Regions from separate parts of the Arachis hypogaea genome. Here region 2 is linked to region 1. Evidence: chromatin contacts called from public Hi-C data. All regions are on one chromosome and are shown on one strand. The core of a region is the stretch at or near the end of the contact, and the rest is flanking DNA. Distances in the headings are between cores, read along the strand shown.

What was found. Hi-C and Micro-C count contacts between places; a contact is called where the count stands out from the background.
Region 2: a Hi-C map of leaf shows a contact between it and region 1, with 3 times the contacts expected there. The contact joins the enhancer-like site here to the promoter of LOC112720827 in region 1. A contact is called at or near these places in 2 of 8 Hi-C or Micro-C datasets (leaf and an unstated tissue).

Annotation. Positions count from the first base shown.
Region 1 is chr11:48,669,068-48,673,712 of arahy.Tifrunner.gnm2.J5K5, forward strand. It overlaps LOC112720827 (14 kDa proline-rich protein DC2.15), which reads left to right and starts at 2,738. Exons shown (of 1, transcript XM_025771923.3): 1 at 2,738-3,570. The coding sequence starts at 2,858. The coding sequence ends at 3,286.
Region 2 is chr11:48,910,756-48,915,400 of arahy.Tifrunner.gnm2.J5K5, forward strand. No RefSeq gene overlaps it. Among protein-coding and RNA genes, the nearest start is that of LOC140176355, 5.4 kb to the left of the region's middle. Within about 2 kb of position 2,371, at least 2 of the 3 cell types and tissues checked have open chromatin away from gene starts, as enhancers often do.

The DNA of each region.
Region 1 (4,645 bases), core at 1,488-3,987:
CATTTTATAATTTAAATTTTGAATTAAAGATTAACAACATACAGATGAAAAATTGAGTAGGAGTTATAGGTGAAATTTTAGGAATTATTTTGATGAATTTGCTGAATAAAAATTATAGTTTAGAATTTTTTCGGTCACATAGGTTTTAGTGTTATGTTAATATGAACAGTTGGTTTAATGGTTAGTTCACTAATCTGTCTTGTGCATACAATAATCCATTGACTAACGATAAATTCTTAAATTGAGTTTAGTACCGCGACAGATTAATCTTTGGATTGCTAGGTTAAAAAATATCGTGGAAAACAAAAAAAAAATATGAACAGTTTTTTCTTAAAATTAAAGTGACTAAATAAATTTATATAAATGAATTGTTATATATCTAATATTATATTTAAGTATACTTTATGCAAGAAAAACATAGAAAAAGAAAAATCAAAGAAGCTAAGTTACAAATTAAAGATAACACTAATAACTAGATAACCAAAAAGGTATAGGTAAACCTAAAGTTATAAATATGATCAGACGAGCTAAAAACACATCCTAATAAATTAGATATAAATCATTATTATATTGTTGTCCTTTATTTCCCCATTACCCCTCTTCCACGCTTGAAGTTGCATTGCCAAAAGCCATGTTTGATTGATGACAACAGCGGAAAAGAGTGGTGATCGATGATGAGCCAATATCAACAAGTTCATCTTATTTGGAAGGCATCTGTGCCAACAACTACAAAGTTATCACATGGTCTTGTTGGAACACCAAATATAGTATTTAACAGTGAAAATCTTTGCAATTTTGTTATGCCAACAGTTAGCGAAGGTTTTGAATAAGATGACTAGTGTGCGATACTCAAATAAAATGATGATAATATAAGTGTGCTAATAATGACAATATTTAAGAGTAGAATCGTCAAAGTTTATACCAAATGATACGTTAAATTTGGAAGTTAGCTTAGATAGATTGGAAGTCAGTCTTTTGTTGTTGGTTTGAATTTTGTTTGAGATTTTAGATTAGCGCCTATTTGGTATATACATATGCCTGATAAAGTTTTAAGTTATCGGTATAGTTTTGATAATGGGAATTGGAATCTTGATGTAGTTATTACTTTTGTCTTTAACTTGAGCATTTTTTAATTATTGCACGGAAAGAAATGTTGAACAAAAGTGTTTTAACTAATATTTTGTTAATTTGATGATGATCGACCATTAAGCACTGTGAATTGACAAGGGAAAGAGTATATCTATAGAATTTTAAGAATATAAAAGATAACAAGTAGTGTTTGAAAGAAATTGAAATATAAATAGATAAATTTTAACTATTACTGAAAAAGGAAAAGGAAAAGTTTGACCTAAATGAAAGTAAAATGAGAAGTGAAAGAAATTTTAGAGTTTTTTGTTTTTTTGAGTATCTGTTCTCGTTAATGTGATAATAAAATATTGAGAATACTCTTCAAATAGTTTCAACCATTGTTTATGATTCTAAAAGTTTTATTTATAAATAATTCTAGAAACTTCAAATTATAATTATATCCAATAAGGATTCTCAACTATTAATTTTCTCATGAAAATAACTGTTTAATTTTTTTAGTATAAATATATATATCAGCAGCATTATTAAGCAAATTAAAGTGAGAATCGAAGAGAAGCGTGCATGTTGGGCATATTATTTGAGAATTGAGACGGATCAGTTGTAAAGCGAGAAGGAGAGAGTAATGAATAAGAACAATGCAGTGACTTCGTCAATTCATCAGTCGCAAATAATGACTGGAAAATGACAAATAAGCCTCAATATCATATGCATTATTATTTGGTTTTGAATCTTTGCCAAACTATTGAAAATGAAGCTGAACGACATGTATGAAATGATATATTCTTCTCAAAGTGAATTGACAACTAACCCCACTTTGCAACATGGCAGATGCCTCCAAACTACTTTAAATATATTATTTATAATAGCATATTATTAGACACTAATTTATCTATTAACTTATTTTTTACTTATTAAATATATATCATATTAAAAATTGTGATATTAGTTAAGATAGTGTATATTTACATTATTATAACGGAAAAATCTTAAATTGAAGTTTACAAAATAAGAATGTTTTTTGATAAATATACATGATAAAATATATTTCAAAAGAAAAAAGAACTTGAAATCTCCATCCCATATAATAGAATTAATAAGAAGTAAATAATTTTCTTTATCATTATACAATATTACTATATAAAAGTAAAAAAATCATGTTAAACTATAAATTCTAAATTCTAAACAACCTATTTTAATTTTTAAACTCTAAATTTTAAGATTTTAAAATTTTTAAAAAATAAAAAAGTTAATAATAAAAATAAATAATATTAATTAATTCTCTATATTTATTCAATCAGATATTTTTTTTCTATTTTTATGATTAATATTATATAACTAATAAAATTTATTATTTTTAATTAATATTTAACTAATTTTAAACATTAAATACTAAATTCTAAATTATAAATCTTAGTTCCTAACATTTTTTTTTTCCAAATAATTTCCGCGTGTTTAAAACATATCGTTCCTTCCATGTTGTGCTGCCAGCTAGTGTTGGCTTCTTCCAGTTTCCGTCCAATGTGATCCCTACTATACTCACATGCATAATGTATTTCCTCCAAATTATTATGGAAAAATATCCCAATTATTATTTAAACCTTAAAAAAAAATTCCCAAACAACTCCCCAGTCCTTCCTTATAAAACCCCATCACAACCTCCTCCAACCACCATCACTACTCACAAGAAAAGAAAACCAAAGTAACAAACAAATAATAGTGTCCCAAAGAAAGTGTAGTTACTTCATTACCACCACCAACTGTTTGTGAAATGGCTTCAAAGAGTGCTCTTCTCATTGCCCTCAACATTCTCTTCTTCACAGTTGTAACCTCAAACTACGTGCCATGTCCACCACCACCAACCAAAAGCCACAACCACAAACCGCCGCACCCGAGCGTCCCATCAATCCCTAAACCGCCATCCACAAAGCCCCCCTCACAACCCAAATGCCCAAGAGACACGCTCAAGTTGGGCGTGTGCGCCAACGTGTTGGGTTTGGTGAACGTTCAGCTTGGAAATCCAGCAAAGACACCATGCTGCTCCCTCATTAATGGCCTCGTTGATCTTGAAGCCGCTCTTTGCCTTTGCACCGCTCTTAAAGCCAATTTGCTTGGTATCAATCTTAACATTCCAATCAGCTTGAGTTTGATTCTCAACTACTGTGGAAAAGGTGTCCCTAACGGATTTGTCTGCCCTTAAATTATGGTTCTTAATTAAATTGCTATTGCCATACTTAAGAGTGAAGACCCTGGTATTGTTGAATGAATGGCAATGGCACTTCACATATATGTGTGTGTCTCTCATAAGGTTCTATACAGTTTTTACTTTTGTTGTTCTGATTGGCACGTGCCTTGCTTGTGCTAATTGATACTTCCATGTTCAATCAATACTTTAGATATGTTAGTGATTATTATTGTTCTTGTTGTATTACACGTAAGTGAAATTTCTAAGTGATAATAAAAATTTCTCTTTATAATAGGCTATCAGCATGGTGTGTATATGAACATTTTTTTTTTTTTGGGTTTCTTTTTAACTTGTTCTTATGCTATAGTAGAATAATAGATACGTATATATTGAATTATTGATCAATGAAAGTAGGTCTCCCAAAGGCATCGGTAGAAAAATAAGTATCGATATATATCAAAAGATAGAGTAGGGAAATATAATAATAAATAATAGTAGCAGAAGCATCATTTGTGATTGTCAAAAAATATTTTTTTAAAATAATTACTTAGCCTCAGTTAGTATGAGTGTTAATTTTTGCAGGAAGATAAAACATGAATTTTTGGTTTGGCATTTAGCATTAAAAGTCCATGAATTTTTTGAAAGGTAAAAGTCTAGTTATGTTGATATTTTAAAAGTGAACATTTAGTTGATATTTTTTTAAATGCTTTTGTAATCTTTTAGAGTTGGCTTTTTTGTTGTTACAGGATTTTTTGTGTTTGACTTTGGCTTGATTGGTTTTTGATTGATTATTTATCTTTAATGGTAATATCGAAGAAAATTTTAATTAATTAAATATCAATCTTTATATATGTTTGTTATAGTGATGAAATTAAATATAAAGAATAAAAACATTAATAAATACTGTATGTGACACTGTTATTTTCCCGTGTTTATTAATGGTATTATCATCATATGTTTTAGAGCCATAAAATTTGTGGTTCCAATCGTATGCTTCGATTCGATTTGGAAGCTCATCAATACAGTAGAAGAAAGATGAAATTACAGACTTGATCGTGATATATTCAGAACCATACCAATATAAATGGCTAAGGCCCAAATTCAATAATAACTTAATAAGTCCATTATCTAGCAAGGGATAACAACGAAAAAATCAATCAATATTATATATCACAATGAATAATAAGTTAAATGACATAATTTTTTTTTATCTAAAAATTTTGGATTCGAATTTCTCACTGATCCAAAAAAATCTGCTAAATATTACTACAAAAAAGAAATCAATATCATATATCTATATATAAAAAATTGAATTTACAACTTTTTAAAAATTATTTAGTATATTACGTTTGAGGCATATAACTTTACTATTTA
Region 2 (4,645 bases), core at 1,121-3,620, 240 kb after region 1:
CTCTGATTCCGATTTCATGGCATATGGTTGCGAAACTTTGTCACTGAGCTTCGTATAGTAGATGACATTGAAAGGTCATTAAAGATATTTTGTGACAATAAGTCAGCAGTACTATACTCCAATAACAATAAGAGCTTGACAAAATCGAAGCATACAGACATTAAGTTCTTAGTTGTCAATGAGAAAGTTGAAGAAAAACATATTTTCATAGGACATATAGGAACAGAGTATATGCTAGTAGACTCAATAACCAAGAAATTGATCCCTAAAGTCTTTCATGAGCACACTGCTCGGATGGGTGTCAATATTTGTGATGCCTTAGTTTAGTGGGAGTTTATTTTATACTATATGTTCTATGACAGATATTGAGTTATTTTTCTGCAAAATTAAGTTGATGGTTTATTTCATGTTATGTGAAATGTTCATTTTGCAATATTTGTATTGTGTTTTATCTCAATAAAGTTTTAAAGTTGGACCAGCTGGAAATAGACATGCATGAGATCACTTGGCATGTAATTTCCATGTTACTCATCCAAATTTGATCTATGTCGTTAAGTATATTAGGATGGTGATTGTCGTGGTTTAGTCACGACATTAATGTGATAAAAGCCGGGGTAGTTCCATATCTAATATATGAGACGGACCAGATTGTTAAAGTAATGAGAGAAATAGCATTCAGATGCGCGCATAAAGTTTATAAGATGTGATTATGTCAAATATATGTATAGCCCAAGTGAGAGATTGTTAGGAAATTATTTTAATTTTCTAATTTGTTTGTGGACAATACATATATTAATTATAATCACAAATTATGCTATTTCAAATTAAATGACTTATATAATGGTGATCTCATTTATTGTTATAAATGCTAAATTGAATAAGTCATTATTACTTTTGATTTGGAATTAAATGAGAATAAAAAGCAGATATTATCTTTTATTCCTTAGATAATTATTTTGTATTTTAGATATATTATCTTTTAGACTTTAGATACTATTTTATTTGGGCTTTACGGTTTAATGGGTGTCATGCTCAAATATAAATAGTCCTTCAGGGTTTCGGTCCCCAATATACCAAAGCCGCCTTTGTTGCTCTTTCCCCATCAAAAGAGTTGCAATCCAGTCGCCTAGGAATACAGAAGGCTTTAGTTGAGGAAGATCGAAGGAACCACAAGATTGAGACAATCCTTCCATCTAATTTCTAATTTCTATTAGTAAAGGTACGCTTCCACATTATGATATATTTTTGGTGACTCAATATGGATGATCTGGATTAATAAAATAATTTATTCCAACATGTTCTTTATTTTAATTACACTTTTAAGTACTCTGAATAGATTTATTTTATTATACTTTTAATAACCAAACTAAACATTACTTATGTTAGTAAAGAGTGATCCACGGCATTGAGTGAGAGGATAGGAGATAGCGATGATTTCGGCGCTGGCTATATTGAATAGGACGGCAAAGTTATTGACGATGGGAATTCAACGACGTCGTTAAGGGATAAAGAAAGAGAGATTGCGTGAGAGGGCAGTAGATGACGACGACGTCGTTCTTCTTGTCACCACGGCGACTACGATGCTTGGAAGTACTGAAGCTACGTGACGGAGAAAGAATGGAGGAGTGGAAAGATGTTTCAATTAACGGGAGTGAGGTGTTGATATTTTAAGAAATTATATCATTACCCATCTCAAATAATAAATTACAAAATAATCCAACTATGGTTAATATAATAACCAATTAAAACGTGACACATGATAAAGAATAATTTATACGTTATTTTAGAGAAAATTGGATAGAATTCACCTAATTAAATATAGTCCATTTCTAATTGTTAAATTCATCATTTTTTTTCTATTAATTTTGACCAAAAGAACATACTTCATACAACACAAGCGAAATCACTACGATCATAGTAATATAGCTGACTTTCGTCACACTGTGCTACCCCATTTCTAAAACTATCCAATATCATCTTTTTAAACCTTTGCTAAGGATTATTGTTGTCCTTCAATTCTTCGCTACATAATAAATGGACACAATATTATCTAAACGTATATCCAATTTTCAAGAAAGTACGATGGAATACTTGAAACGTTTCATAAAGTACAATGACATATGTGAAAACTTTCCCAATGAATATATAAAAGATAATAGAAACAGGATACTAGATAGGGATGGATGCAATGAAAATGAAAAGCACGCAGTGGGAACGTTCGAGTGTCCGGACCGTTGACATTGTCAATTTTCGATTAGATCGATCGGTCGGTCCAGTCCAATTTTAAAAATCATGACTCGAACTGAACTAGCTAGGTCACGGACTGACCTCCTGCAGCCAGCTCACGGTCACGGAGACTCAGTACTCTCTCGAAATCACAAAACCACAGCACATGATTCCAAAACTTCCATTTATATTCCCTATCTCTTTCTCTCCATCTCTCTGTGCCCCACTAATTTTTTATATCAAATATAATTGGAATTTTATCTGATATAAGAATTATGTGATTTTCTTTTTCTTCAAAGTACTACTTTTTTTTATACTAATTAAAATTTAGTCCAATGATAAAAATGATTAATCCACAATAACATAATGAACTAGTTACTACTATATCCCTATAGCTTCCTCGGTAGTGGATGGATTGTTATTATTACGAGGGACAAACTTATGGTAGCGTTAGATATATAATCCATGATTCTACTTGTCGGTTTAATCTCTTTTCGTCAAGTGATTTTATAATATATACATGTTTTTAATAAAACGATTTAGGCTTTGATTCTTAGAATAAGAAAAAATTTAGTATATGAGAAATAAAAAAATATTTATGTATAATCACATTTTAAGTTGAAAAGAGATTATTGTTTGAAGAGATGAATTATATATAAAATTATTTATGTATCTTTAGTTATCAGTGTAAATTTAAAAATAATATTTGCATTTTTTTTGTACATAACCTTTTTTATATATTCTCTTTTTATGGTATAAAAAAATATTTTATCTTCTTTTACTTTTTATCGATCATTTTGAATATTAAAAAGCTAAAAGTGTACAAAAGAATTGTAAAAAAAAAAATTAGTGCAAATAACGTTATTCCCGTGGTGTTTAAATTTTTGAAATAAAATAATTTTATAATAACATGTATATTTTTTAGTAAGCCTTATCAATTTTTGTTATGGAAAATTCAACTAATTCAATTTAATTTCTTGAAATTTAAATAAGAATTTCAAACTTATATAATACATACACTTGCTTAAAGAATTAAATTTCCTATTATTTTGACTATTGTGATATTGTTACAAAAGACACATTGCATGTTGTGGTTGATTTTTTTGTTATGGAAGCTGTGAATGTGTTGTGCATAATTATAGATGTTAGAGGTAGTAGACCAATTTGTGGGACAATTTTTGTTCAAATTTGGTGTTAAGAAATTGGACCCTTCGATTTCATTGTTGAAAATTTTTTGTAAGCAAATCGGAGGGTCCGTTTTGTATGAAGGAAATATCTGAAATTTATATGAAACTTATCGGACATTTCGAGTTCTGCATGAATGAAAATTTCTTTTTTATTTTCCCTCAACAACTCGCATGGTCTGTGTTGTAGTGAATAAGTCGGACTGTCCGATAAGCCTCGCCCCACTCGCACCGTCCGATTTCTTACCTGCTGACACCACATGCAGGTAAAGCACACCTGATCCCCATAACGGGGTCCTACCCCATTCTAGCCTCCATAATAAAATTAAAAAGTGGCATGTTGTTGCTATCTAATAAGAGTGTTAGGGATCAGTAAATTTTGTGATTTGTAACCATTAATTAGTCATTATCGATATTTTTAATGGTGTAAAATTTTATCTAATGGTATAAAATTATTCACTTTTTTTTTACTGATTAAGTGCTGGCTAAATTTTAATAAAAGTGTTGGTCCCTTAGACTTTTTCATCTAATAATCTGAGAGTCAGAAACCATGACAATTTAATCATGACTAAATAGACAAAAAATATACATAAAAAAATTTGCGATGAGTAAAAATATATATAAAAATTTATAATTAAAATATACTTCAAGAATTGTTTTTAATAAAGAAAAATCGAAAATTTATAAATATTAAAATCTCGCTAAGTATAATGTTTTCGTCGTCAAAACCAATCTTTTAAATACGGTGAAAGTTCAGGTATAGTCGACTTCACATAAAGTTGATAATTAAGAGTTATTAGATAAAAATTTAGTCAAATCAATTAAATTATCTAACAGTTCTTAATTATTAACTTTACGTGAAGTCGACTGCACTTGAGTTTTCATCGGATATTTATGTATCTTTGATGTGTATCTTTATTCATCCCAAACTCTTCCTTTTATATTTCTTGTCCATTTATTCGGTTAATTATATCTATTCTTGTTCTGCACATAATAAGACGTTGTTGAGTGCATGCATGTCTTCGCGGATGTTCTATATGATGCCATGTGTTACTTACTGCATGTTGAATAATATATAATCTTATTCTAGCTATATATCTTGTTTAACGAAAGGTTAAACTCATTAATTAGCTAGCTAGAATCTTCAAAGATGCATGTCTCTTGCTCTCTCTCTATATATATGGCACCCTTCACAATATATTCTCACTTATCATAGAAAACCGATAAGGGTTCGA